Linked DNA regions of Gossypium arboreum: region 2 is linked to region 1. A link is a contact called in public Hi-C data. All regions are on one chromosome and are shown on one strand. Each heading gives the region's core, a stretch centred on a gene start, on an enhancer-like site or on the middle of the called end of the contact. The rest is flanking DNA. Distances are from core to core; before and after follow the strand shown. Region 1 holds the start of LOC108456589 (polyubiquitin 11-like). Region 2 holds the start of LOC108456580 (pentatricopeptide repeat-containing protein At3g09650, chloroplastic).

The links. A called contact is a pair of places that touch in the nucleus more often than the background predicts.
Region 2: a contact with region 1 is called in a Hi-C map of leaf, with 2.5 times the contacts expected there. The contact joins the promoter of LOC108456580 here to the promoter of LOC108456589 in region 1. A contact is called at or near these places in 2 of 5 Hi-C or Micro-C datasets (both in leaf).

What each region holds. Positions count from the first base shown.
Region 1 is chr9:79,554,811-79,562,575 of ASM2569848v2, forward strand. LOC108456589 (polyubiquitin 11-like) reads left to right here and starts at 3,593. Exons shown (of 1, transcript XM_017755138.2): 1 at 3,593-4,730. The coding sequence starts at 3,764. The coding sequence ends at 4,453. It overlaps LOC108456588 (probable E3 ubiquitin-protein ligase ZFP1), which reads left to right. Exons shown (of 7, transcript XM_017755136.2): 3 at 1-158; 4 at 230-642; 5 at 1,056-1,154; 6 at 1,241-1,378; 7 at 1,577-1,928. The coding sequence ends at 1,720.
Region 2 is chr9:79,728,764-79,736,528 of ASM2569848v2, forward strand. LOC108456580 (pentatricopeptide repeat-containing protein At3g09650, chloroplastic) reads right to left here and starts at 3,811. Exons shown (of 1, transcript XM_017755127.2): 1 at 994-3,811. The coding sequence starts at 3,531. The coding sequence ends at 1,273. It overlaps LOC108456579 (probable LRR receptor-like serine/threonine-protein kinase At1g67720), which reads right to left. Exons shown (of 15, transcript XM_053018979.1): 9 at 7,631-7,765; 10 at 7,295-7,542; 11 at 6,471-6,597; 12 at 6,333-6,401; 13 at 6,048-6,234; 14 at 5,744-5,834; 15 at 4,727-5,524. The coding sequence ends at 5,189. It overlaps LOC108455526, which reads right to left and starts at 420. Exons shown (of 8, transcript XM_017754074.2): 1 at 262-420. The coding sequence starts at 343. LOC128280721 (a long non-coding RNA gene) reads left to right here and starts at 501. Exons shown (of 2, transcript XR_008270847.1): 1 at 501-629; 2 at 737-888.

The DNA.
Region 1 (7,765 bases), core at 2,343-4,842:
AGTTAGGACCCATTTGTCAAGCAATACTTCCTACCTTACAAGCCACCCGGTTGAACATTCTAGCTCAGTGGATATCACTGGTCAGAGCTCGAATGCTATGTCAAGGGACTGGAGCCATTTGAGAATGTCTCCTAGTCATGGAAGGATTCCAGCTGCAGGTTACTTGAATATTTTTGTGTTATTATTTTGATCTCTCATTATCTCTGAGTCTGTTGCTGGTGAATTGCAGATTCAAATGTTTTTAATCATGAGACAAACCGCTTTCTGGGTGGTAGTAGTGCTACAAATGCTTCTGTTGAGGTTGGGGGACTACAGCATAATTTCATTTCTGGTAGAAATCCTGTTCTTCCTCAAGGTTTCCATGGCAACTCAGCACAATCTTTAAGGGGTCCTCGAACAAATTATTTTCAGAGATCTAGCCCAAATTTCAGGGCCTCTTCCAGCAGTGTGCACATAGGACATGCTGCATCCTATGAAGAGGGGATGCAGGTTGTTTCTGAAAGTTATTCAACGAGGTATCCTCGGCCATTATCAGCTGTAACATGGCGTAATAATGAGCGGAGTGGGAGGTCAAGGATATCTAATGATAGATACCAATCTCTAGCTGATGATGCAGCTTTCCATGGTCGATTTTCATCTGAGGTATTTACCGCTTATGAATGAATTATGTATTTGCATATTAGCAATTGAGGTGGACTTAAATGTCCTCTAAAAATAGTTTGAAAACTCATTTGACATAGCTTTCAGCACGTTGCATTTCTTCTGAAGAGTGTTCCATTTATTTCTTCTTGGTGTACTTCTCTGACTTTATTGCTTCATAAGTACCCTTCTTTGGTGATTGGTAGTGACCTGTTCCGTTGATAACCAGGCTGTAATTATCTATGTTTATAGGTATTGGTGATTCTACTGTATGCAAATGCTTCATATCAAGTGTTTTGCAATTGAGATACAGGAAAATTGTATTCATTAGCATTTATGATATATCAGCTTGCCACCCAATTTTGCGGATTTAATGAGTCGTCAGGTAATGTTTATAGTTTATCTTCATTCTGCAGGGTTTTATGATTGTGGACCGCTCCGCTTTTTATGGATCTAGAAATATGTTTGATCAGCATAGAGATATGAGGTTAGACATAGACAACATGACTTACGAGGTATGTACATACTTCCTGTTTCCATTATGTTGTTATTTTCCTTTTCTTGTTTTGTTTTAAATGACCTTGGACGATTTCTCGGTCAGGAACTACTTGCACTAGGGGAAAGAATCGGGAGTGTTAATACAGGCTTGTCAGAAGACTTGATATCTAAGTGCTTGGCTGAAACAATTTACAGCTCTTCAGATCAATTCCAGGATGAAAGCTCTTGTGTGATCTGCCTGGTAAGAATTGTAGTGTATGAAACGTAAACATAATTGGTTATGTTGTTTGGTTCAACATGGTATTATCAAGAAGAGTTGGTGAATGATTGTTGATCATGGTCTGCTACTTGTGATCGAAATGTATGCTAGCTCTTTTCGAAGATCCCATTAGTCCTGCTAATCAAATCATCTAAGTACTTTTGATGTTGCAAAATGCAGGAAGAGTATAAGGACATGGATGAGGTTGGGGCATTAAAGACTTGTGGTCATAAATACCATATTCCTTGTATCAAGAAGTGGTTGTCGATGAAGAATACATGTCCGATCTGCAAAGCTTCGGCTGTGGCCGATGATATAAAATAGTGACTTCTATAATGGCTTATCATTTATCATTCTTGTATATGTATGTTAAACTTGCTCAAACAAAATGACATTGTTTAGGGAAATTTGTAAAAGAAAAAGGGGGAATGTTAGATTAATTTTAAACCCATTTGTTTGGCTTCTATCTCAAATATGTAGAGCCCAGTGTTGGATTATGTTTAAATGTCATATGTTGATTTCATCACCCAAATTGCTCGTGAGTGATTGTGGTTCAGCTTTCAACATATGGTATGAGACAACCAATGCCCGCAAAGACTAGCTTTTTTTATTTTTATTTTTTTGTTGATATTGTGTTGGCATATGTATGAATCTATTCAGTTGCGTTGTGTTCATTGGCGTGTATGGATGACATAAGTGGTGTGAAGAAAAAAGTGTCCTTGGATTCCTTGGCTTAAATTAGGGTCTTATCCTTTTCTTTTGGCCAAAGCTAAATGGAATAAATAAAGGAAAGCAGGCAGAAACTTGGAAGTTGCGTGAGTGAGCCGTAAGGTAATCATTGGAAGTTGCGTTCATCAACATCCACTTGGTTTATGCGTGAAGCTGGACGGTTTTGTACATTAGAATAATTGTATTTTATTTTAATTGGTTTCGTGAATTACAATGTTCATAACTTTCTTTTGGTATCGAAGGAAATAATTGAGAAAGGATAAATTAGGGCTAAGAATAAGATATGTTGTCGTGAGATTAAATTTCAAAATTTGAGATTAACAACATATTTTAATATCGATATTTCTAGTTTGTGTGGATCTAAAAATTATATTTTCTTTGAATGTGACTTTTCTAGGAAGGTTTGGGAGATGGTTTTACAGCTTTTCTAAGAATTATATTAGTAGAACTGTTGGGTCATGGGATCAGGAGTTAAATTGGGTTGTTTTGAAGCTTAAGGTTTTTTATTTTTTATTGTTGTCATCTTTAAATCGGCTTGGAATACATATATTCACTCTATATGGTGTGAGAGGAAAGAAAGATTTTTTGGTAAGCCCGCGAATTAAACATGTAAGTATGATTGATGATGTTAACATCCAACTTTGTTCCAATTGGGGTCCTATTGGTGATAGTTAGCTTGTATAGTTTCTTGCTATATTTGCCTGTATAGGACTTTCCTATTGTCTTTTTGTAGCAGGTTATTGTTTGCTAGATAAATGAAATTCAATTATTAAAAAAAAATTATTATCATTATATTTATATTATTATTTATTCAATGGAACATCATCTGAATTAGAAAAACTACTAAAATATCTTTTTATATTTAGAATAAGTTATATTATTGTTAGTTTTATACCCGATTCATAACTAGAAAGTTTTTTTTAACCCTTTTTAATCAAAGGCTAAAACTGCAGAAATTAGAAATGCCAAAATAGGAATAGCACTTGATATTATTAGAAATTTTCAAAAAATGTCATATTCGTACAGCTGAAACATAGATGAACTCCTATGAATGTGAAAAATAGATCGGATTAGTCACTTTGACTTGGAATTCATTATCAAGTCATCCGCTTTAATTTTTTTATTTAAAAACATAGAAAATAGAGATTTAAATTCATGCTAATTGAGTTTGTAAAATCATAAATTTAACACTAAATCAAAACTTTACTTTATTTATTATTATATATTTTAATTTTATAATGCACATTTATTACTATTATCAATTATACATCTATTTTATTATTTAAACCCTAATTAAATTAATAAGAATTATTAAAATATTATTTCATATTTAAAATAAATTATATCATTTAAAATAAACCACAAATAGATATTTTAAATACGTAATTTTCCTACAAATTTTAGTTGAAAATGATTAGTTTTCCTAAATTAATTAAATACTTAGCGGCTAAGGGTTAAAAGTTAAGCCGATTCATCTGACCCACAATCAACTTTCTGGTGTTCTCCAATATTTCCTTAGGAAATGGGTCACCCACCTCCACTCCTCGCCTATATAGACATCCCCTCATCTTCAATCCAATTCCATTCCCCAACCAAATTCAAACCATCTCTACAAACCCATATTTCCCTTTGAAGAAGATGCAGATCTTTGTGAAAACCCTTACCGGCAAGACCATAACACTCGAGGTCGAAAGCTCCGACACCATCGACAACGTCAAGGCCAAGATCCAAGACAAGGAAGGGATCCCACCCGACCAGCAGCGTCTCATTTTCGCTGGCAAACAGCTCGAAGACGGTCGGACCCTTGCTGATTATAACATCCAGAAAGAATCCACCCTCCACCTCGTCTTACGCCTTCGTGGGGGCATGCAAATCTTTGTCAAAACCTTAACCGGCAAGACCATCACCCTCGAAGTCGAGAGTTCCGACACCATCGACAACGTTAAGGCCAAGATTCAAGACAAGGAAGGAATCCCACCTGACCAACAGCGTTTGATCTTCGCTGGCAAACAATTGGAAGATGGGAGGACCTTGGCTGATTATAATATCCAAAAGGAATCCACCCTTCACCTTGTTTTGAGGCTTCGTGGAGGGATGCAGATTTTTGTCAAGACTTTGACAGGCAAAACAATCACCTTGGAGGTTGAAAGCTCCGATACCATTGACAATGTTAAGGCAAAGATTCAGGATAAGGAAGGAATCCCACCTGATCAGCAAAGGCTCATCTTTGCCGGCAAACAATTGGAAGATGGGAGGACTTTGGCTGATTATAACATTCAGAAAGAGTCTACCCTTCACCTTGTTCTTCGTCTCCGTGGTGGCCACTGATAATTCTAACGCAACCATCTTGCCTTGGTTTCAAGTTTTAAAGTGCTTGTGTGTCTTTCTAAGTTGGATTTCTGGGTCTTGTCCCCTTTGTAATACTTTTTACTTCTCCTCTGGAGTAGAAAGTTTGGTTTTCATTTCCATTGGAACTCTTCGAACCATGGAGATAGCAAATAAGTTGAACATTAATGCCTTTAACAAGGGAGGCCCTGCTTGTCTCTCTGTTAAATCTTAATATGGTTAAATAGAGACAAATCAGAGAATCTGCTTTATATGGTAACTGAAATTTAATGTTGGGCTTTGTTCACAGTTTGTCTCTCTTCTATTTCCGGGCATGCATTGGAAGTGTGAAATCCAGTTGATAAAAAGGATGTTAAGTTAATGTGTTGAATGGAAGTTCGAAGTAGTTGTTACATAGTGGTCTCTCCAATAATTAATGCTCACTTTAAACAAGAATTTAAGATAAAACTGACAACATCTCCAGTAATATAAAAAGATAGGACAAACACTGACCCAAAAGGAGGACGACCAAAGCCCAATCGCCAGTTTCAGATTTAAATATAAAACGGTGCCGAGAATTGAACTGGGGACCTCTCGCATCCTAAGCGAGAATCATACCACTAGACCAAATGCCCTGCTATGTTTTGGGTTCGTTATATGCCTAACATATAGGCTTATTTCTAATTGACATAGTATTATTAATCCATTTCTTCACTTCGGATATGATTATATTTTTCGAAGATGTCAATGGAGATGGTTTGCAGTTGCATTCTTTGTAACTTATTACAATGCTTAATGTTATGATGTTGATTGAACTTAGTCTCCTCCATTGGAGAATAATGATCTAAAAAGTCCACTAATTTGCAATCTTTCTCTTCGGAATTTTAAGCCATGAACTTATTTTGCTCCAAGTATATAAAATATATATATGATATAACGGAAAAGAGATCCATTCATAGTTTAGTTGCTTTGGTCTTTGTTTTATACGTATTTTTAACAATATAGAGTAATGTTTTCCAGGGCGATTTAGTTTCAGGCACTGCCCCTATATCAGGTCCTTTTCATCAGGTTTTGGCGTGAAGTTGCCATCCATTTTAAAAATAAAATAAAATACCATGTTTACTTGTAGTTGCCAGCCCACCAAAGTATTGGCCACCTTTCTTAAATCATACCATTAAAACCTATTAATATTGTATTGTTTGTTTCATCTGGTTTTCTTCTTCTCCACTTTCTGATATATGTCTACTTCCATGATTGCAGACATTATATGCTTCCATGTAGGAAGAAAGTTGAATACAAGATCACCATTTTGTCAGCCTGTATGATGATGATAATTCCATGGAAATTAATCCATAGCCAACTGACTGGCTGATGAAGCTGAGGCTACTTTTTCTGATCCTTGCACTTCTAAACCATGCAATTGGATACTAAATAGTAAATACCCTTTGGGTGTTGTTTCCTGTCTTTACTATAATTATTGCTGTTCGGTTTGTTTGTATGGAAATGTTTCATTGATGAGAAGAAAGGGCATGGAGCAACTGCCACAATTCATATTTGTTCTAGCAGATTGTTTACAGTTTTCTCACCTCACCATGGCTTTTGGTAATTAAAACAACTCAATATACCTGTTTTAGGCATCTTGCCACATGAAACAAGTTTTAGTTTTTAACTTTTTAGGTTGGAATCTACGTGTGACTTTTATTTTGGGGTTAAATACGGTGATTGTTGGGAATAAAATCACATCAAAATCACCACACGGAATATTTCTTGATTTACATGATAATGATGATATTAAGGTTCTGTTTAATAAAATAACAATGAAGTGTATGTTTTTTAAAAATTAAATATGTAATTTAATGAGAGAGTTTGATAAATGAATTTTTTATTTTATTTTATATTTGTATGCTTATTTTACTTATGTTTTTTTAGATTATGTATTAAATATATGTGAAATATCTTTCAAATTAAATTTTGATGTTTAGAAAATAAAATTACCCAAAGAAGAGAATGATTCCAAAATTTTTACTCAACAAAAAAATTTAATGGGCTAGATTAAAAGTAAACCTAAAACATTTAAGTTTAAAAGTAAAATCAACATATTCTTTATTAAATAAATAACTTTATCTATTTATCATTTTCACTATCTTTTATTGAAAATTTCTATAAAATATTTTTATCTAAGATATTAAGAAAAATTAAATTAATAAAAAATATTAATATTTAGTTAGGTTAATTGGATTTCTTTAATGATTATTTAAACAGGTCTAACGTGGGTAAATAAATAAAATTGATAAAATTTAGAGTAAACCTAATTATTATTATATTTTGGTTTTGATCACCCTAGTTTGAGGATTTCTATTTTGTCACTAATATTGTCAAATTTTAATATTTTAGTTACTCCTCTGTTAAATCACTAACGATGACCTCTTTTCTATTAGCGTAATAATAAGTTTAGCCTTTTAATATTTATAAATTCTATCAATTTAGTCCTAATTTTGAAAAATCAATAATTCAACCCTCAACTTACACATTCGCTAATTTAGTCTTCTTAAAATTTCAAATTTTAAAAGTTTATTTTAAGATAAAAAACATGCAAAATTATAAATAAATGAATACTCATTTTTCTCTTTTTTTACATGAAATTTATTAAAACATTAATTTTATAAATAAAATATTTGCAAAAAACTCACAAATAAGACTTAAACCAAATTCAAACATTTTCTTTTTATTTTATAAATAATAAATTTTATTATACATCTCTCTTTATTCTTTAGTCCTTGTCAAATTTGTCGAGTGTTGGGCCTGACTTCACCCACAACCACTGGCACCAATAACTGTTACATTAAACTCCTTGATTTTCATATCCTCCATTATCGCGTCATTGAACTAGGATTTGATTGTGGGAGTTATCGACATGACCTTCCACTTATTGTTTCTCAAAGACCTCATCCTAATCACCTATATATCCTTAGTCGTGCTCGCCATAAAGCATAACTTCAAACACAATAAGCCCATTCTAGGCATCAACCTAAAGACATCAATTCTCACCCCTTTGAACCTCAAGTTGTAGTTTTTCAACCCACCTGACGTTAATGTTGAAAAAGAGGGAAAAGTTGAATCTTCATAAATCTTCTTCATGATTTTCCCTTAAATTGTTTTATTTATAAGATTATTAATTATTGTAATAAATAAATTTCATGTTAGAAAATGAGAAAAAATTCATTTATTTGTAAATATATTTATAATTTTGTATGTATTTTTATAAAACGTTATGTTTGTTTATCGGAAAATGAACTTTTAAATAAATTTTTTATT
Region 2 (7,765 bases), core at 2,561-5,060, 170 kb after region 1:
AAAAATTCAATCAGTTTCATTTGAAGGTTTAGTCAAACAATTTCTATAAGAAGAATACCGAGAGAAATCAATAAAACATGAAAAATCAGCTTATCATCAATGATCTTCTGGAGCTAATTATTCGTAATAAACAGATTAAGAAATTGGAAAAAGGAACATTTCACCGTAATTCTAAAACATGATTATCAGAAAAATGAAAAATAAAGTTATGTTTCGATGAAATGTAGATGAGGAAATCATATGATGATAATAAAGAAAGACCTGAGGATTGAGAGAGGAGGCAATCGTCTTCGGACGAAACATCGATGAGGCTTAGACCTTCGATATCAAAATCGATTTGCATCCCGGAATCACCCCAATGAGGCCAAATGCGTTACTTATTTAAATATTTGAATTGAATTGAGATAAAAAATAGAATTGAAGAAAAGGTAAAGATTTTGAAATATGTGGAAATAACAAATGCTTTACTAAGAAAGCAAATGCGTTAATTATTTAGTGAATGTTCTTTTTTGAATTTGGGAAGCGGTTCAAAGCATAAATAAATTTGAAGCCGGAAAAAAGTGACCGAGGTTGAGGTAGGAAGCCCTTCACAGAGGATGTGGGAGCGACCGGTATAGTGCGGTGATCAGGTGATTTATGACGTTGGATCTTCCATTTTTGTTTTCTTGTCTTTTTTTAGGATTTCAGTTCGTTACCCGGATTATTTACTTTCCCACCACATCCAACGCTTCTACAGATTTGATTTGCCGTGACAACCTTGTATGGAGGGTTCAGATCGCTTTACGTTGTGCATTATAGATTCTGCTATTCCTCTCTATACTTTGTAAAAGTTATAGATGTAGTCGCTGAACTTTAATTTGATCAATTTTAGCCTTTTTACTTTTTGAATTGATTGATTTTAGTCCCTGTGCTTTTCATCTACAAAAGAATAGAAACTAAAAAAGACCAAACTAAAATACATGGAATAAGCCCACAATTTCCAATTCAACTATCTGTTTGAAAGGGTGATGTATACACATTGAAGAAAGTATTCAATTCATTACATGAAACATCTATGGGCTGATTATGTTGCATTTGCAATATATAGTTGCATTAAACTTGTTACAATTTACTACGTAGTGAAGGAAGCATTCAATTCATTACATGAAGCACCACGAGACTCTACTTTGCTTTTGCAATTTATAGTTACACTAACCTTGTTACAATTTGCTATAAGTATAGATCAATGTTGGTGTTGTTTCTATAGACCCTGAGCCAGAGGCATAAATTTAATCATCTTTGAGGAGGTTCATATTCCCACTCACTCCCGTAATAAGAATTGGGCAAACCCAACCAGAACTTGAATGCCTCAGCCGCTCTCTTCTTTTCAATCCTCCTATCCTGCCTCGCTTGTGAAGCATGTTTGCTAGTAAACATCCTTGAATGCATCTCTACATAGATTTTCTTGTACTTTGTCTTATTTGGTGGTATGCCATTCTCTTCCATGCAAGCCACTATCTCTAATGCCTTCTTGAAGAAAGCAGCCCTCAGACATATATCTGCCAAACTATCTAACAGACCTTCATCTGGTTTCAATGGTGGAGGGGAATCAGAGTATGAGTTCTCGCCTTCCTCCTTCATCTCACACCTTTCCTTTATCTCTTTCCAAAGCAACAGTGCTTCCCCTGGTTTTCTAGCCACTGCAATCCCATTTACTAGACTACCATAAGTAGCAACGTTAGGGTAAAACCCGTTTTCCTTCATTCTCTGGATGACTTTCTTTGCTTCTTCAACCAGTCCCAATCTACAATATCCCTCCACCAACATATTCCAAGCAACCAAATCGACTTTTACCCGTGGATCTCTAAGCATCTCATCGAAAACCTTGTTAGCTAACTTTGGTTGACCCGACAAAGCAAAAGCTTTCATCAATGTAGTGTAACTGATCTTCGTGGGAGTGATTCCTTGCTCTCGCATCTTATTGAAGAACACAAGTGCTCCAGCACTGTCGTCGATCAATATGCACCCATCAATCAATATATTATATGAAACCACATCAGGCTTAATCCCTGCATCATCAGCCATCTCCCTTAGCAGCTCCTTTGCCTTGTCTATTTGCAACTGCTGGCAGTAACCCTTGAGAAGAATATTGTAAGTAATCCGATTCGCAGGCACACGAATTCTTGTCATTTCAGCTAGCACTTCTCGCGCTCTATCCATCAATCCGGCCTTCACAAATGCAGAAACAACTGTTGTGTATGTAACATGGTCAGGATGACTAGCCTTATCATCTTGATGCCTCATCGCCTCTAAAGTTCTCACCGTGTCAGTAACTCTACCTGCCTTCATATAACCTTTCATTAGTGTCGTATAAATCCTAGAATTCGGTGCATACACTTTAGGCAATAAAAGCGGTTCGCTGCTCGGCTCAATCAAATTAGGAAGCAACTTCTCAAATACTACATCATCTATCTTTTTTTTACTCAAATCTTCCATATCTTCCTCCTTTTCATCCTCCAGGTCGTAGTCGTCATAGTCATCATCTTCCTTGGCTTGTTTTAAATCTTCCAAATTCGCATCTCGGAGAATCTTACAAAGATCATTCCTTCCTTCCCTCATAGCTTGAACAATTTTCTCAGCCGTTTCAAGATCATCAAATCCAACATAAGCAGCAACGAGGGAATGCAGAGTAGTCATACAAAAACGTATTCCTCTCTCAATAATCCTCTCCAGCACAAACACAAGCAAATCTTTCCTATCAGCTCTAGCACACAACTTTATCATGACATTATAAGTTAAAACATCAGGTTCGCAACCCCATTCATGCATTTCATCGAACAGTTTCAAAAACTTACTTTTGTCCCCCAAATTAGCACAAGCGTTAAGCACAGCATTATAGGCAGCCGTGTCAGGTTTGGAATCAGCAACAATTGAAGGGTCCGCGAAACGCCTGACGCGGCGAGTCACGGAGTCAAAAAGGCTTATCGACTCAGAGGGTGACTCGGTAGAGAGCCGCGAAACGACAGCGCTCCATGCTTTGACGTGCGGTAGGTAACCAGAGCGAAGCATGGACTTAATGAGCGAAGAGGCATAAAGGGTATGGCCGGATTTCGCGGAGGCCGATGCGAGGAGGCCGAGGGAGTTGGCGTCGAGACGATGCAGCTGGCGTTCATTGCGGAGGCGGGTGATGATAGTACGAGCGCGTGCGAGAGATTGAGGAGTGGCTTGGTAAGAGAGTTGAGCAACTAAGCGGCTTAAGCAAGTAGGAGTGGGGAGGTGAGGGGATTGAGAGTAAAGGGTCCAAGCTTGTTCGGTTTTCTTTTGGCGGAGGAGTGAAAGAAGTGTCTGATCATCGTTGGTCTTTTTATCACTGGGGAGAGATAAATCGGTAGCGGTGGGTTGAGCTCGCAAAGAAAAGGGACGCGCGGGCTTAGAGGAAGTAGTGGAGGTGGAGGGTGAGGGCGGCAGAGGAAGGGGAGAGAGCCAGCGGAGAGCGGAGGGAAATGAGGAGGAAGAAGAACAAGGGGAAGGAGAAGCAATATTCATAGACATGGCTGGTCCATTTGGGGGGGAAAGGAACAAGGTAAACAAGTATTAGAAGGATGTGGTTGAGGAAGAAGAAAGGTATGGTTTGAATGGAGAAGGGAAGTACTACGTCGACTGGATTATGTCCTTTTTTCTTTATCCACACCTCGCTGCTCCTTCACACTTCCAACTCTATTACTAATAATTATTTCTTCCTTCGAACTTTACCCCACTCTTTATCATTTCTTTTTATTCGAATATATATTAAAAACACGATCAACACCTGGCTCTAAAATCTATAAATACCTTATCTCATTTAGTTTTCTTGAAAGCATTATCTAAATAAGATTGTAATGTTTAGAACAAGTGGTTTCAAATTAAGATCGCATGGTTTGAACATCATCTTCAAGTTCCTCTTACAATCTAACCGCATAGTATATTAATTTCGCTCGTTCCCCTTCATTATTGGTCAAATTGTAAAAGATATTTTAGATAAATTTAATCAGTAAATCTATAGTAATGTTATCTTTCGGATAATCTGGACGTTATTTGGGTCATTTACGCAAGTTCTTCAGCTATGGCAAATTCGGCTTTGATTATGCGAATTCAGAGTATTTTTTTTCAAAAAAACCTTTAACTTCTACGCTATAAAAAAAAATGCAATTGCCGATTAATTGGCAAAAAGAGCTTTATCCTCTAGAGCTGATTTACAATTTTTTCATGTTCCTCCTGATATAGTTCAAAATCTCTTAGAGGATGGCAAGTCTAAAAGTTTTTCTTTTGCTTGTATGAGTGTTACCAACTAGTAGCTTTTTTAATTCATTTCACCAAAAAAATTTATTAACTCAATTAATATGAATATTTTTATCAATACAAGAGGACTTAAATTTAAATACTTGAAACATATTATCTATTTATTTATATAAGTTGAGAAAAATTTTTGGATAGTTGTAAAGATTATGTTTTGCTAAAAAAATAATGTTACATTACACCTCAACATTTTTTACAATTCAAAAATCATATAATTTTTGTATTTTTTTATCCATGTAAAATAATCGTCAATCGTAAAACACAAATTCAAGGTACTCGTCACTTGATCATATGTTAGAAAAGAATAAACTACCTCAAATTATTTGACAAAATTGATCTCTTTCATCAACCTACAAAACACGGAAAATTAATCACTAGACTCACTCTAATGAATATATTGAAAAAAAAAATCTTACAGAATTTGACCACGTTTATTTCATAACCATGTTGAACATCTGTTTATCCTTTTGATGGTTCCAAACCTTTAAATCTTACATTTACCATGCATGATGAAAGCCAAATCATGCATGTCCCATGCAATCTAAGCACGACGAAAACCATGTCATATATTTTCTTTTCCCTTTTCCGTTCACATATAATGAACATTAATTCCATGCAAGGAAGGCAATAAAATTATACTACGCAACAACCTCAAAAATGACCAGCTCAAACTTGGACCTGTTCTGTCCCATGGTATCATCATCCCATCTTTTTTTTTTTTCTTTTCTTTTTTATCTTCCCTGGCTATTTAGGGTGGATTGCAGAAGAAATTTCCTACAGGCTAGAGCATGATTGAAGATTCTGGCAACATAACAAAGAATTTAAGAAGAGAAAACATAAGGAATTGCCTCTTTGTACATGGACAAACAACGGACTATCGTGCAACCGGCCGTGCAATGGACTCATCCAATGACAGGTAATTATCAGTTCCAATCATATCCAAGGAACCAGGGTTATACGAAGAATTGGCAGAGTTCCTAGACATTTCATCCGAGTTACCCTCTCTAACCATCATACTTTCCTTTTCAATTAGGATGGCATCTTGGATCTCCTTGAGAACTTCCGATATCGATGGCCTCATATGTCCGTGAGGTTGCACGCAATTTAAAGCTTTCTCAGCTATCTTCCACATTGATTGAATGTCATAGTCATTGCGGAGGTAAGGATCAATGATTCCTTGAATGTCCCCACTCTCGATATGCAACTTTGCCTGCAAAGTTATTTATTGGAAGAAATCAACAAATGAATATCTCAATTCATTTTCCAAACCATAAGCAGCAGTAGGAAAGTATATAGAGAAATAAAGTAACACTTTGAACAATGTCATTGCTGTTGTATACTATTAGTTACTGTTAAAAGTGAATTAGAGGTTCAGAAGTTATGAAAAACTATATATTTATATGATAGTTGTGAAACTATATGAAATTACCCATTGGACAATGTTTCGGCAATTAACGCCAAAGCTTTCATTAGATATGGCTTCTTGACCAGACATCAGTTCTAGAAGAATCACACCAAAGCTGTAAACATCGCTTTTATCCGTTAATTGCTGGGAGATATAATACCTGCGCACCAAAAGCATTCAGCAACAGTAGATTTGGTGTGTTTTGCATGATAACACTTATCTAAAAGACAAATCCCTCCACTTTGTTTCTTATATATAAATCAGTGCAAACAGTCATTTAAATGATTTCAACAAAAGAAAGGAGGATTTAGTAGAAGCAAGGCCTTACTCAGGATCCAAGTACCCCACAGTTCCCCGAACTATGCTTGACACATGTGATGCTCCATCTACGGCAAGCTTTGAAAGCCCAAAATCAGAAACCTTTGCCCTCATGTGCTTGTCAAGAAGAATATTGCTAGTTTTTAGATCCCTATGTATAATGGCGGGAATACAGCCTGTGTGAAGGTATTCAATCCCTGAATAAAGGAATTGAAAGAATCAAACTTTCAATACTTGAACAACGCAAGAAACTTCTGCACAGAGAAACTACAATTTAGTCCCTTAGCTTGAATACCTTTTGCAGCATCTTCTGCGATCTCAAGGCGTTTTATCCAACTGATACCACGTTCCCGTGTTAAAGGGCCTACAAATATTTACACATTGGTGAGCACTCAATCAATATCAGGTTTAACCTAAGAATAATTGAATTTACCATAAAGATGTTCTTTAAGAGTTCCATTGTGCATGAACTCGTAAACAAGCATACTTCTCCCATCTTCTTGACAATATCCAAGAAATTGTACCAGGTTCCTATGATGTATCCTTGAAAGAAGACTTACCTACACCATAAGTCAATTTCACATGATCTTAGCTTCAAATGGCCAATTAGAAATAAATAATCAATGCAGCATAAATTATTTAAAAGCCTCAGTACCCTCTCTCAAGAAAAGAAAAGGTCATATTACAGCAAAACATTCCTTTTAAGAAAAGTTTCCAACTGAAAGCAGACTTGCATACTACCAATTCACTTGAGGTTTATCAGTAAAACTCATCGAATGGATCTAAGTTCTAACAAATTCATAATTTGTATGAAAATTTATATTTTCATCCTGTCAGCTCGTTTCAGAACCCATACATGATAAAGAATTGAAGGCATCCTAGTCAAATAATAAAGTCACTTCAAATCTGACTATCATTACCGAATTGCCCGGCTTCACGGCCTAGAATCTGATGTGATGTTCTTTACCTAAATAGCCCTTAAAAATGGATGAAATTCCCTTTAAAACATCAAGGAGATAGAAACCTAATACACCGACTACTACAGGTTTATATATGAGAAGCCTCAAATGAATAAACTTAGCTATTATTCTTTCAAGTTCAATGATCAAACAACTCTCATGCCACTATTTTGAATTTGATCTTTATCACAAGGGAAAGATTAAACAACTGTCAGAAAAGTTCCAAAATAACAAAACTCATGAACACCACAGACAAGCAGCAAAACTCCATAATGAGGAACAAGGGTTTGAAACTTACCTCATTTGTAAATTCCCTCTTTCCTTGGAAGGAATTACTAGTGAGAACTTTTACCGCAATTTCCTTCCCATCTTTCATTTTCCCATAGTATACAACTCCAAAGCCTCCAGAACCAATTTTTTTCTCAAAATTGTTTGTAGCATCTTCTATCTCCGGTAATGTAAAGCAATTGGCAGCTTCAGTGGGAGCGTTACTCAATGAAGAAGCAATTCTTTGACCTTGAATAGGCAAAGGATGATGAAATTGTTCTGCAATAAATTTGAAGAAATTAAGCATGTCAAGCCAGATATGCAATAGATTAGCCAAAGCCAAACTTTCAAAAACCTGGTTCCATACCTTGTTCATGTTTTTTCTTCCCCTTGCGCAAAATAATGCAAGACAAAATCGTAGATATAAGCAGAAAAGCAGCTCCAACGGACGAACCAACAATAATAGTACTAAGGTGCTTTGCTCTTCCACCCCCCTCATGAA